Linked DNA regions of Mus musculus: all the other regions are linked to region 2. A link is a contact called in public HiChIP or PLAC-seq data. All regions are on one chromosome and are shown on one strand. Each heading gives the region's core, a stretch centred on a gene start, on an enhancer-like site or on the middle of the called end of the contact. The rest is flanking DNA. Distances are from core to core; before and after follow the strand shown. Region 1 overlaps Efcab11 (EF-hand calcium binding domain 11). Region 2 overlaps Foxn3 (forkhead box N3). Region 3 overlaps Kcnk13 (potassium channel, subfamily K, member 13).

Evidence for each region. HiChIP or PLAC-seq counts read pairs in DNA pulled down with a chosen protein or histone mark.
Region 1: a contact with region 2 is called in an H3K27ac HiChIP or PLAC-seq map of microglia, with 12 times the contacts expected there. The contact joins two enhancer-like sites. A contact is called at or near these places in 2 of 484 Hi-C or Micro-C datasets (bone marrow-derived macrophages and pre-B cells) and 2 of 115 datasets of contacts at active chromatin or transcription factors (bone marrow-derived macrophages and microglia).
Region 3: an H3K27ac HiChIP or PLAC-seq map of microglia shows a contact between it and region 2, with 5 times the contacts expected there. The contact joins two enhancer-like sites. A contact is called at or near these places in 1 of 115 datasets of contacts at active chromatin or transcription factors (microglia) and 1 of 9 other capture datasets (embryonic stem cells).

What each region holds. Positions count from the first base shown.
Region 1 is chr12:99,786,789-99,791,677 of GRCm38.p6, reverse strand. The region is part of intron 5 of Efcab11 (EF-hand calcium binding domain 11); the gene reads left to right. Among named protein-coding and RNA genes, the nearest start is that of Efcab11, 94 kb to the left of the region's middle. Within about 2 kb of position 1,922, at least 98 of the 459 cell types and tissues checked have an H3K27ac peak or open chromatin away from gene starts, as enhancers often do. A contact at or near this core is called in bone marrow-derived macrophages and microglia, where this site is marked.
Region 2 is chr12:99,238,524-99,242,936 of GRCm38.p6, reverse strand. The region is part of intron 4 of Foxn3 (forkhead box N3); the gene reads left to right. Among named protein-coding and RNA genes, the nearest start is that of 4930474N09Rik, 78 kb to the right of the region's middle. Within about 2 kb of position 3,051, at least 64 of the 459 cell types and tissues checked have an H3K27ac peak or open chromatin away from gene starts, as enhancers often do. A contact at or near this core is called in bone marrow-derived macrophages and microglia, where this site is marked.
Region 3 is chr12:100,009,558-100,014,364 of GRCm38.p6, reverse strand. All of the region lies in intron 2 of Kcnk13 (potassium channel, subfamily K, member 13), which reads right to left. Among named protein-coding and RNA genes, the nearest start is that of Gm51957, 45 kb to the left of the region's middle. Within about 2 kb of position 1,319, at least 14 of the 459 cell types and tissues checked have an H3K27ac peak or open chromatin away from gene starts, as enhancers often do. A contact at or near this core is called in microglia, where this site is marked.

The DNA of each region.
Region 1 (4,889 bases), core at 673-3,172, 550 kb before region 2:
AGTTTTACCCCTGGATCCTTAGGCAGCAGGAAGAGATTGCCACGCTGGCTATGGCTTGAGCATCTGAGACCTCAAAGCCCATCCCTACTGACACAGCTCCTCCAACAAATCCACACCTGCTCCAACAAGGCCTCGCCTCCTAACAGTGTCACTCTCTATGGGCCTGTGAGGATCATTTCTATTTAAGCAGCACAGGGGTGATTGCTTGCTGCTCCGCAAGGCTGGCCTTGCAAGTAAAGGCACTAGGTTCTCCGTGAATTGTCCTACCATGATGTTGTCATACAACATACTAGATAAGATGTTCTCTGAGTTTTACCTACTCTTTGCAGCACCTGGTCATGGCCGTTACCACCGCCCCCATGTGTGTTGAAGAGGCAGGGACTCAGAGAGCGCTGGAGTGACTCTTCATGGTCTCTTAGACAGCGCACAGACTTAGATGCTAAAACTCATGCTTTTAACCATGCCAGGCCCAGGCCATTTAACCCTAGGAGTATAATGCAAGCCTCATGGAAGTCACAGTAGTGACGAGAAGTTAGAGAGTAAAACGGCAGGAGGGGACCACTCTGGCAGCCACTTGGATCTTCCTGGCTACCCTTTTTAAAGACTATATTCCATTGCTTCCCTCCAAGCAAAGTGGAATCTCTGGTGTCTGGTGGGTCATATTCCTCGCCAAGCTGAATTGAACACTCCGAAGCGTGGCAGTGAGGGAAGGGACCGTGGAGATATTTTAATGTCACTGGTCATATTTACATCTCCTTAGCATATGACTTAATGAGACCTAATGTGCACATGTTTGTTTCTGTAAAGAAGCAGCCAGGCTCTATCCGGGTTTCAGTCTCGGAGAGGCTAGTGAAAGGTCTGAATCCCGTTTTCCTCCTGGTTTCTAATTGGTCCCTGTGAGGGAAGCCAATTACTTAAATGAAATGGGCTTCAAAGGCTGGGGACGAAGAGTAGTTAGCCCTGGCTTGCAGGTTCGCCTTTCCTTGGCTACAGAAAAAAATAAGCAAATGTCAACTTTCATGTGAACACTTGGAACAAGGAGGTGCCGTGGAGGGTGACAGGACCCAGCCTCCCCGGATGCCCCAGGCTGGCAGCTCACTCAGTGCTGGGGTGAGCTGGGGGAGCTCCCAGCTCCAGCTTGTTCAGGAGTGTGGCTTTAACTGTGTGGCCTGGTTTATCTTGAGGTACGCTTATAAATGCTATAGCACGCTTACTACAGGCTGGTTCAAATTTTTCCCACTTGGTAGAAACAAAGGAAGTAGAACCTCTAGCGAAGAATGGGTTGCTTTCTGGATGTTTGGGAGGTTGACTCTAAGTGGTAGCTTAAGTTCCTTCCCAGGCTAGTCCACGGGACAACTTTTAAGCCTTTGTGTGACTAACTTTAAACCTGTGGATTCTAACAGTGTTAAAGAAAGAATGGGGGGGGTGGAACAGGACACTTTTCTCTGCTTTTCTGAACCAGGATCAGCCTTAGGGGGTGGGGTGTCCTCCTCCCTCAGAGGTCCCTAGAATTACAGAGCATCATTGAAGATACCTGCCACTTCTTCCCTTTCTCCAACCTGTCCAGGCTCTCGTTCCTCAGTGGAGCTAGTCTCAATGTTAGTATTTTGATTTAACTGTTTCATACAAACACATAAATAAACAGTTCCTCAGGTTCTACCAGAGACATGTGCATTATTTAAATAAAATGCTTAATCATGTGCTTATTGAGTCATGCAAGCACAGAGAGAATCAAAGAATAATGTGAACGAGGCACAGATCACAAGTTTGGAGCCAGCTCGGGCCAGATAGTGAGATCCCATCTCAAAACAAACCAGGCCATGCAGGGGAAGTTCTTTAGAAGCCACAGTCACAGAGCTGTTGGCCGAAAACACTGACAGGGAGCCTGCTGCCTTGAGAGTCCCCAGCCAGCTCTGCCAGTCACCACTTCCTCCTTTGTGTTGTTTATGGCCCTTTAGGTCTCAGAAAATGCCCCATGGCAGCATCATTGTGCTGGCAGCAGTCTGGACTCCCGGTAGTGGGGAGGCCTCTAGAGGACTGGGTATTGCCCTGAGTTCTACATAAGTCACAGAGCATCAAAGGTAAGGGAGACATTGTCTGTCAAAGACACAGGTGCTGGCCTGAAGGAGAAGGCTGAGGCAAGGAACCAAATAGAGGAAAATTCTAGGGATTGTTGAGCAATTCAACCCCACAAATTGGTGATGAAAGCAAGTAGATCAGATTCCCCACTTCACACTTAAGTTCACAGCCCAGGGGGAAAATTGACCTGGGGTGAGAATCATTATGGGTGGTCTCTACCTGCCAGCCTCCAGAGCCAATTGTGAGTGAGCAAACCAGGGAACCTGAGGTCAGTGTGCCTTCTCTAGGGTGCCGTGGTGTAGCAGAGACCTGGATAAGGCTTGGAGAAATAGTGGGAACAATGAACTGAGCCTGGGGCAGGCTTCTCAAGAGACTTGAGTTGTGTGTGAGACTCTGGGGGGAAGCACCCTCCTGTGCCTTCAGGGAATTGCTAGGAAGACTTGGAAGAGGAGATACTGTCTACAGGAGGGAGACCCTGAGAAGACAGACACAGCTGTCCTGTAGGCCTCCTAGACCACCACAAGGGTTTTATCCCCAGCGTGTGGGACTTGATCTTAAGAATCTTAAACCAGAGAGACGGTTTATACTGTGTGGCCCTGACCATTGGATTAGCTGGGGTTGAGAGCTACAGGATCTTCGTGCGGGTGGTTGAGATCTGAGGGAGACCAGAAGGGGCCATTATCCCACCATGCCATTTGGGGTATGTTCTATTTTAGATATATTTCTGATTATCACTTACACCACGAATGAACTTCTATGATTGAAAACTCCATCTCTTTTGAAACTCAAGTCTACTAACAGCCTGGCAGAATTGTAGCCTGGATAACATTTTGAAGAACCTTCCTTTTCAAATTAGGTGCCCCTTCCCTTTCTCCATGCCTCTGTCCCCATCAGACTACTGGATGGTTCACCCGTCATTCTCTAACAACACCTGCTTTCAAAAGTGGCTCTGTCCAATGTGACCTATATGAACTTGATGCAATTTTGAGCCAGCTTGTCACCTTCCTGAGTATAACATGTGGTCAGTTTAACTTTATTCACCTTAAGTGAGAAAAGGCGTCTGTTGGCTCTGTCTGCTGAATCGTCCAGACTAGCTTTGGCTGTAATTCCACCGGGCTTCCTTCTTTCAGCCTTAGCCTCACTGTGATCTTGGACCAACTCCCCCCGAGGCTGTCACGGTGCCTGCAGCAGCTCTAGGCCTCCACTCACAATCTCATCAACCCGGGTTAAGAGTGTTGTTCTGCTCAAGGGCCAGAATTTCTGGGTTCTCTCTAGTGTGAGACACCTCTAAGTCGATGGTTAGGGCAAGGGTGCCTAATAATTTGAACAGTAGTCCCAGGTAGGGCATGTGGCATCTCTGCTTAGTGGCAGAGTGCAGCCCTGGAGCTTTTGGGTGCCATCTACCTCCAGAATCACAGAAATCCTGGAGGCAAGAATAGGCCAAGGCCCCCTGGGTTCTAAGGATGCCCCTAACACTGCCAGCAGCAGCAGACTTGAGAGTTTCAGTCATGTGACTCCTTGTAAAATGTTAAAGAAAATGGGTATCAGGTGGTACAGGCCTGTGTTCCAGCCTACTTTCGAGGCTATGGTAGTACGGTTAGAAGTTCAAGTTCAGCCTGGACAATTTAGTGACATGCTGTCTCAAAGTAAAGAAAGGTGGGCAGATTGCTCGGTGGTGGAATAGTGGCCTAGCATGAGTAAGACACTACATTTCAATACCCTGTGCCAGGCAGGGAGGAAATAGACAGGAAAGGAGTTGCTTTAGAGAGAATAGTGGGGTCATTCAGGAGGCTCCACAATGTCCCCACAATCAGTCCCATCCTTGGCATTCTTAGTTGCCTTTCCACTGACAGTTTCCTGGGTCATGACGATGGCTTTTGAAGCTGGAAGTCGAGAACACTCAAAATTAGCTAAGTGGGGTGAGGCAGGGTGCAGTGACAGAAATTTTCTACACAGTATTTGGAACAAGTTACCAACAAACAAACTGTTCGCCACTGTATGTATTGAGTAACCTTTGAAACTAGACTTCAGCAGTAGAATGAAATCATGCAGTATGGGAATTAGTTAAGGAGAAGTTTGATGGTCTTGTTTTTCATGTCTTACCTAGGACTAAAGATGTGTGAAATTCATGAAAAGGGATTCTTTGAAATTTGTGAAATGGTAATAGTGTTTACTTGTCTAACACACGGCTCTGTAGGCATCTTCAGAAATATTTCAAAAGCAGGCATAGTATTTAACATTTAGAAATTTATACCCTAGGTCCTTTTTCTGCACCCAGCCATATTCATTGAGACTCACAGAAACAATAGCAGAAATGGGCGCATGTGCATCCTTGCCCACAAACACCTGTCATGTGCAGGGGGATTTCGGGTGGCTGGGACAGAAGAACTCCCATTCCTCAGAGAGAGGAAAATGGTCTGAATGGAAGGAAAGACAGAGAAATGGAAAGCAGCCACAGGCTGTTCACCACCTCTTCCAGCAGGTGAGGCTACTGGGAGGAGCGTGGAGCCCTAGTGCCTGCCGAAGTTTTATTTCACATTGAAATGTTGCATAGTCTTTTGCCTGAAAGAAATTCAAGAATAAGCTGGAGGACAGCCTACTGAGGGTGAGGAGCTTCCAAGGTTGGCAAGGAAGAGAACATCCCCAGTGCCAGAGCAAGGTCGCATGTGGCTTTTGTTAGTTTTATATCTTTAAACAGGGTCTCATGTGTACCACGCTGGCCTTGAACTCCTGATCCTCCTGTGTCTAACTCCTATGTGCTAGGATTATAGGTATGAGCCACATGCTCTGCTTTACGTTTGCTTTCGAAT
Region 2 (4,413 bases), core at 1,802-4,301:
GATGCATTTCTATTGACACTCCATCCTGCTCCTGCTCCCCCTAGCAGTTCTGGTCTTCCTGTGTCAATAGCCATCTACTTTCCCGGATAATAGCTACTGTTTGAATCTTCCCTACCAGTTTGGAAGAGGCAAGATCTGTATTTCTTGGTGGCTAGTACAGGATCTGGTATGTAAGTATATCTGTAAATTGCTACTGAAAACTGAATACCTTCAAATTTTAAAAAAGTGCTGTATGGGCAGAAAACCATTTGGGGAAGAAAACAACATTCTGATATTTACTCGTTAAAATTAATTTTTATTGAAGTTAAAAATCTAAAGCCTTGCCTTTTTTTTCCCCCTAAGGCTCTTAAGAGCTGTTCACGGATCCCATTATTTTATTTATAAGCCTAACAGTCTCTAACAATCACTTTTAAAGAGGCCTTTTTACAAATGTTTGGTCTAATTTGCAAACTTAGCTAATTAAACTCCTTTAAACATTTTAAGCGGCATTTGTAAAGGAAATCGAACTTATTAAATTTATAAGTACTCAATTGCCTGACTCAACAAACAAGTCTCCCAGAGCACTCAAGCAATTCTTATAAATCTAATTAAGCTCATAAGTATATGCCACACCTTAGGGTCTGCTCAGCTTTCTTAGGCTGTAAGTGACCTCCATGAAATTATGACTTAAAGTTCAAGATGAAGTATATTCTGTAGCCCACAGACTCAGCTAATATTTCAAGACTATTCTGTTCTGCAGCCGGCACTAACTAAAGACTTGGTCTTCTTAAACAGGTTTCTGCTGTTTCTACATTGCAACCCACCCCATCCCCACTAAAATAAGTCTCCCTCCCATGGGGACGTCCTTCCCCTCTGCTCTCCATGGCTTTCTATGTGTAAAGGGTCACTGGGAACCTTCTCCCCAGCATCTGGCCCACCCTTGATGTAAGCCCCAAACAGCCAGGAGACATGCATGCATGCCAAGTGTTTATAAGCTGAGAGCAACTCTGAGCATTCAGAGAGGACCAGGCAGGTAATTCAGGCCTTGTGATTGCTACATTCCCCATCCACTAAGCAGTGTAAGAAGATGGACAAAGATCGGGGATTCGGCTCAGTTGGGAGAGTGCTTGTCTCCTGTATACTAAGACCCTGCAGGGTTCAGTTCTTAGTGCCACATAAACTGAGGATCATGGCGCACACCTGTGATCCAGAGGAGGAGGCAGGAGAAGCAGATGTTGGAGATTATCCTTTTAACCTTTGCTGCATTGTGAGTTTGGAACCAGCCTGGGCTACATCGGTTCATGTACACCAGCCCTTTGCCTTCATAGGCGCCTACAGTGAGTAGAGCAGATGCAAAAAGCAGTAGGAGTCTGGTACAGGGACTGAAGTGAAGGGTCTGTACCCTGCACACCTACGGTGCTTGCCACTGTATCCAGACATTTAGCATCACCTTCCATGGCTTTCCCAGGTCCTCTCTCTGTTTGCCCCTGCATTCCCTCACCAGGCACGAGACCCCATAGAACAAGAAGGTGAATTCTCAGTAGGAGCCTTGATCAGAGCCATTGCGATCACTCAAAATACTGTAAATAGTAGAATTATAAACAAAAAAGGATTTCTGATTCAAAATAAAAATAACAATAAAAAATAATAAAAATTCCAGCACTCTGGAGGCAAAAGCAGGTGGATTAGTGAGCTTGAGGCCAGCCTGGTCTACAGAGTGAGTTCCAGGACAGCCAGGACTACACAGAGAAACCCTGTCTCAAATATAGCAAAGCAAAAGCAAAACAACCAACAGCAAAGAAGCAAAGATAAAGCCCTAGGGTTTTTGTCTTTCAGAAACACTATAGCCAGCACAGTTTACATACTTTCTGCAGAACTTTTACCATCAAATAACAGGTTATAAAAAGAAACAGTTCTTTTTCTTCTTTTTCTTAAAATAAATAAATAAATAAATAAATGAGAAGCAGAGAAAGGAAAGGAAAACATAGAATATTAGTGTCTGACACTAAAGGGGACATCGGCTGCAGTCACCTGTGTCTTCTCAGTGTGGGGAGGATGCTTGCTCCCTTGGGAAGGACACTTCCTCCTGTGGGGAGACTGTCACCACCACCACCCCTCCTTTCTGGACCAGCCACCTTCTGGATCAGCGGCTGTCAGCCTAAACTTGGTCAAGTGTCTCTTCTCCTAATTACTGGAACGAACCCCCTTCTGTGGTCATTTTCTATGTGAGGCTCAACTAGAGGAGGGTTTTAGGTGGCCCACATACTTAGATTTAAGGAAACACTACTGGAGTCTGCACCTATTCACAGGAGTCTGTATCCATACCCTCTGGCTGCCACTTGACTGGAGTCCAAAGACCTTGAAATTCCATGAATATCCTGTCTGATTCTTTTATATTCCCTGTCTCTGGGACCAGACAGGGTTGGCAGATGTTCAAGTGAGCTGAAAACACCTAGTTCTAGTTGACTCTGCCCAGAGCTACCGAGGGCCCAAATAGGCAGGCTCAGGGCAGCTCCCAAGTGGCCTCCTCAGTACAGAGCATCAAGTAGCCAGCACCTGGGTATGGGTTTCCATAGTGATGGTTAAGTCCACAGTTTCAATGTTTCAAGTGAAGCAGGTAGACATCTCGAGGCAGTGTTTATGTATTCTCTTAAAGGGAATACTTTCTGCTCTCCGGGTGTCACAGAACGCTCTTGCTGAACAAGGCAAACATTTGCAGAAGTCTGACAAAGGCCTTTGATCCAACGAGGAAGTTGGTAAAAGCAAGCTCTTTGTAACTGCCTTAAAGAAAAACCAGAATAATACAGTTTGGTTATCTATTATTTGTTGTAAAATGTTAAGGGATTTGCGAGGCTCTCTGGCTTTCGCTACCTATATCACAAATCTGACTATAACCAAAGGTTATATATAATGCGGTGTGGTGAATAATGCATGCGGACTGATAACAGGCTTTAAAAGGGAGAGAGAGAGAAGGTGGCTTTTAAGTACAGTGTGGCATTTCCCTTTCTGCCATGGTGATACATGATATAGTGCTCCGTGGCGTGCAAAATGTTATTGGTTGTCATAGCAATAGAACACCATCGGCAAGGAAGGAAGAAATGCTCTCTAAGCCGCTCGGCTGACATGGAACTCTCGTTATAACAGAATGATCATTGTTGCTACTGTATTTACCGTCAGGTAATAAAAATCCATGCTACACCTTTTTTATTCCCCCTCCCCTCTTCTCTATGTCAGCCGCCCTGGCACCTGCATTATACACCCGGTTGTATTGGTTGTCTTGGTTGCGGGTTTTGGACTGATAGCTTTTGCTGCTTGCCATTGTAAAAATAGGCCGTGCGTTTAATGGATCCTCAAACTCTTGTCAAGCTGCTGGCCCCAGCCCATAGCTCGAGAGCTTGAGCAGGTCCTCTGTGGAGCCCTGTAATTAGTTCTCCATGGTTCTCTTCCCTGTTGTGGCTACCCTACCTGATGGCCATCTTTGACGCCTGTGTTCTGTGAGCTTAGACCTGAGTGAAGAGTCTTCCTGCAGAATCACCTAACCTGGGCTCATCTTCCCTCCAGGGCTCTTGAGTGACTATCGGGGAGTTTGCCCAGGGCTGGATCTCCGGGGTATCTGTCCTGTTGTTCAAATTATGTGCTTGGAAATCCATCAAATGCAGCCATCGTTGTCAGGTTGCTGGGCAGGTCAGCTGCAAAGGCAGGTGTCCCAGCCTGCCTTCTTTGTCAGTAGTGGGTGCATCCTTTCTCAACCTGTGAATAAAACTCCTTGACCCATCAGTAGAGTAGGCTGTGAGGGAAAGCTGTGTGTCTGTCTGTATATGTCTGTCTGTCTGCCTTGTCTCTGTGTGTGTGTCTGTGTGTATGCCTGTGCACACATGCACACTTGGTGACAGTGCTGTGGCTATGTCCTTGTGATCTGACAAGATATTGCTTATTGTGAGTGCCAGGAACCCTCTTGCCTCACTCAGTCCTCACAGACACACGTTTCATAGATAGGAGGGCTGAGGCATAGAAAAGTTGACTAGCTAAGGTAACATCGTTGGTAAGTGCCCGAGCTGGGATTTGAGCCCATCTCACTTGACTCCAGAGCACAAATTCCCTACTACTACTTTGTGTAATCTAAACTGGAATCAAGGAAGGCCCCAAAGGAATCCAAAAACCCTGGTAGTGCTGGGAGACACACTGCTTGCTGGCAGTGCAAAAGGGAGAAAAAACCCAGAGGAGAAGGGCCTTAGAAACTACGCATGGCTTCCAAAAAGCAAGACAGAGCAGACTAGAGCAAAGCCATGCTCTGCTTGGCTGCTTGATGCTGTTGGAAGCCAGCTGTAAAGCTGTAGGCAGGCTGTGGATAGCAGGGACCCCCATCTCACACTGCACCCCAGCTGTCTCAGGGTTGTCACAGGTCACCATGTCACATGGATCAAATAGAATATC
Region 3 (4,807 bases), core at 70-2,569, 770 kb before region 2:
CTGGAAAAAAAAAGAGCTTATTGGAGAATATATTTAAAGTCACAGAAAAAATATCAAACTAGAACACAGGGTGGGCTCCTACAATATACTTTCTACCTTCTTCAGTATTGTCCACAAATACAGTATATTCCTTACCATTAATGATCCAACACTGTCAAGTACTACTGAATTCCATACTGTATTCAGATTTTCTTTGCTTTTACCCAGTGTCATTCCTCTGTATCAGGATTCCATTCTGGATGCTGTGTCGCATTACTTATTTATTTATTTATTTATTTAATATATATGAGTACACAGTAGCTGTCTTCAGACACACCAGAAGAGGGCATCAGATCCCATTACAGATGGTTGTGAGCCACCATGTGGTTGCTGGGAATTGACCTCAGGACCTCTGGAAAAGCAGTTAGTGTTCTTAATTGCTGAGCCATCTCTCCAGCCCATTGTATTTTATTTTTAACCCGTGTGTGTGCGGTGTGTGTGTGTGTGTGTGTGTGTGTGTGTGTGGTGTGTGTGTATGTGTGAATGCAGTGTATATGTGGAGACCAGAGGCCGGTCACCTTGAGTGTCACTACTAATATTTATGGCCATGTAATTTTGAGGAAGGATTGTGAGTCTCTTGTTGCCTTGGATCTTGCCCCATTAGGCAGGCCTGGCAGTCGGGTGAGCTTCAGGGATTCCCCTGTGCCAGCCTCTCCTACTCTAGGTTTATAAACTCATGCTATCACACCCAGCTGTTTTTCCTCACCCCATAGAGTCTGGGATTTGAACTCAGGTCCTCATACTTACAAGGCAAGACTTTACTGAGAGCCATCTCCTCAGTCCAGGATGTCATTTTGTAGTCTGTTGTCTTAGACTCTACTGGTGTGTGACAGTTTCTCCAGACTTTCTGTCCATTGAGATTTGATTCATGGCTGCTCATGATTAATACTGGAGCTACAGGTTTCAGGAGGAGGCTCAGAGATAGACATGTTCTCGTCATTTTATATCTCGGGTGAGCTCTATCAACATGATATCACTGAGGATCATGAAGCCTGGACCAGAGTGAAGCCAAGGTGACTCTTGGATGGCTTCTCCTCTGTGAAGCTGCACCCAACCCCTCACCATGGCCATGCTCTACCCTTAGTAAGGAGTCATCACACTGAGCCCACAGCTGGAGTAGGTGGCTTATGATCCACCCCCTCCATGCAAAGGGCAAGGCTATGATCTGAGTGTCTGTATCCCCCAAAATTCCCATCTTAAAGCCTAATTCTCAAAGTGTTGGCATAATGGCCTTTAGGAGGTGACTAGGTCATGGGACAGAACCATGAAAGAGGAAGTCAGTGTCTTTTGCAAAAGATGCCTGAGGAAGTCTGCGTGCCTTCTTCCTAATGTGCAAGGCCACTCAGAAGGTACAATCCATGAGAAACAGATTCTCCTTGGACTACGACTCTGCTGGTGTGGACTTCACAGGCTTTAGAACAATGGGCGATACATTTCTGTTGCTTATAGATTAACCAGTCTAAGGGATTTTGCTATAGCCACTGAACTGGACTTAGGTATTTGGAATCTGTCAGATTTATTTCTGCTCCTTTATTTATTTATTGAATCATTAATAACAGTATGGATTCACAATATTTACTTTATATTTGGGCTATGATCCAACATAATTTTATTTTGTTGCTTGAATTATGCCAGCCTTGGCTACTAGGAGGTCTTTCTCTTGGTCCCATGTCACTCTGACATACTATAGCATTGCGCTTTTCTTTTCTAAGCCAGTGGTTCTCAACCTTCCTAATGCTGCAATCCTTTAATACAGTTTTTCATGTTATGGTGACACCACCCCCCACGCAACCATAAGACTATTTTTGTTGCTACTTTAGAACTGTAATTTTGCTGCTGCTATGAATCACGATGTAAACACCTGTGTTTTCTGGTAGTTTTAGGCAACCCCTGTGAAAGTGTCATTTGATAACCCCAGAGGGTTCACAATCCACAGGCTGAGGACCACACTGCTTTAAGCAATTACTCAGTGTAGATGGTTGTTTTGTTTTTATTTGTTCCATTCTAAAACTAAGAAGATTTGAGGGTTGGAGGATAACCAAAGAGCTGCTGCCCCCAGTGGCATACTTCTTCCAGCAAAGCCACACAGCCTAAGCTTACCCAGGCAGTACTGTTAACCACTTACTGAAACATCTGAGCCTATGGGACACACTCATTCAAACCACTAACAACAGTAGTCACAAAAAAGACAGAGGACCCTTCAGAAACAATCAGTCCTGCCGACCCCTTAACTTTAGCTCAGGAAAACTGGTTTGGGGCTCCTAACCTCTAGACCATGGCGAGAACAAATGTGTTGTCTTAAGCGATTGTAGCTTATGATAGAGCAGCCATGGATGTTGTCTTATACAACGGCCTGTCCACTGATGCTCAAGTGTATCCTGCTTGTGAGCAAAGATGAGAAGCTATATGGGGAGTCCCTGGTCTCAGACAAAGCATCAGCCAGAGAAGAACCTCTTGAGATCAGTGCAAGCATGGAGATCGTGGCTAGTGATGGCGTATAATTCAGAATAACTGACAGTAAGATTTCAGATAGACCCTGCCTTAGTTAGAGGTTTCTATTGCTACAACAAAACACTGTGACCAAAAAGCAAGTTGGGAAGAAAACGGTTTATTCAGTTTATACCTCCACATTGCTGTTCATCGCTGAAGGAAGTCAGGACAGGAACTCAAATGAGACAGGAACCTAAAGGCAGGAGCTAAGGCTATGGAGGGATGATGCTTACTGGCTTGTTCATCATGGCTTGCTCATAGAACCCAGGACCGCTAGTCCAGGGATGATACCACCCACAAGGGTCTGGGGTCTCCCAGATTGATCACTAATTGAGAAAATGTCTTATAGCTGGACCTCATGGAGGCATTTCCTCAACTGAGGCTCTTTCCTCTCTGATGATGTTAGCTTGTGTCAAACGGACACAAAACCAGCCAGTACAGATCTGTAACAAAGATGTTAAGTGAGGTGATAGATAGATATGTGAGCTTGGTTCAACCCATCCACACTGGCTATATGTATCATACTGCATTTCATAGATGCCATGCAATTGTGATTTGTCATTTTCAAATAATATTAATTTAAGATAAATATACAAGGGAGACTGTGGAGGGGAGGAGGTAGCTTAAAGGTTTGGGGGGGATAGGGAACAGGAGAGGGTAATAAGAGAAAAGAAAGATAAAATACTGTTTACTTTCCTCATAAACCATCTAGACTATAATAATTACATACACATACATACACAAACACATACATACATACATACACACACACATACGTGTGTGTGTGTGTATGTGATATGAAAGCAGAAGGAAGACTGCTTTCATGGATAAGGGAACTAGTGAGGAGGGAGAAGAGATAGGAGGGAGGGATGCAGCATACATACACACATACATACATGTGTGTGTATGTACACACACATGCATATACATGAAAATGTCAAAATACACTCATCATTGTGTGTTCTAACTCAAAGCTCATTTAAAATTTAAAAGAAAACTATTGGTTTTAAAAATTGATATATTAATTAAAGAATTGAATGCCACACCACCACGAGAGGGAGAGAGCATAGGTGACCCAGAGATGGCCACACACAATCCACATGTTCTCCCTCATCTCAAGAGATCAGGGAAACACAGGTTTTGTTCTAAGTTACCAAGTGCCCAGTTCCTTCAGGAGGCCCTCCAATGAGGAGAGGAGGATGCGTTCTGAAGGAAAGGCAGTGTTACTGATTGCATCTTGAATCTCCCCAAACGCCTGGGGTTCAAGCCTTCATCCCCGGGAATGTGTTGGATGGTCCTTGGTCATCAGAGGCATGATGACCTCTAAGGGGATTCTGGGACTCTAGTCTCCATTTCTTCTGATTTCTGGACACCAGTAGGCCAGTGGATTTTCTCCTCCACCTGCTTCCAGCAGGTTGTTTTGTCTCACCTCACACCCAAAGCAACGGGGCCAACGGATCATAGATTAGAACCTCCGAAATAAACCTTTTGACTTTATAAGCTGATTATCTGGGGTGTTTTGTGGTAGTGATGGAGACTGACCAATGTGCCAGCTCTATAATAGTTGGAGGAAGACGGTGATGGCACTAGCTATAGATTACTGGTCTGATATGGGAATTTTGCAACCCTTTCTCAAGAGGACTCGATGCACTAACAGACGATGAGAGCAGAAGGAACCAGCCCATGCCTCGATTCCCGGCTTACTACAGAGGGAAGAGCTTCTGCAGCATGCAGGAAAGCATAAGGATAATACACACTCATTACCAGAGCTGCAGGCTTGGGTGAATATTGACTTTCATGGACAGGTTTCTGTTAAATCAATGAATGTTTTCTTAAAGGGGAAGAGACAAGTTGCTAACACCACATATGGCAGCTATTGCCCTTTGCTCCCCTTAAACACTGAGGTTTCCTAAGGATGTGTTACACACACACACACACACACACACACACACACACACCACACATGGGAAGCCTAGGGCTGGATGTCAATATGCCACAGCATGTAAAATGACATCTGATCACTTGATCATTGTGGTGGGAAAGCAGGACCTCTCAGCAAAGTGGGCCCTCAGCCCTGTGTCTGCTGCTGGTCATGGGTTATTTTACACTAATTGTATTTTATTTTCCTAGATAGTAAATGGGTATGCTCACGATAGAAACAAAGCCAGGAACTCAGAGAAGTAAGATAGAGACAGCCCATAGACCCACTTTCCAAGGCTTTGCTTCATGATCATGTGGTGTGAGCCTTTTATGTGACCACCCCAAAACACACACAGAC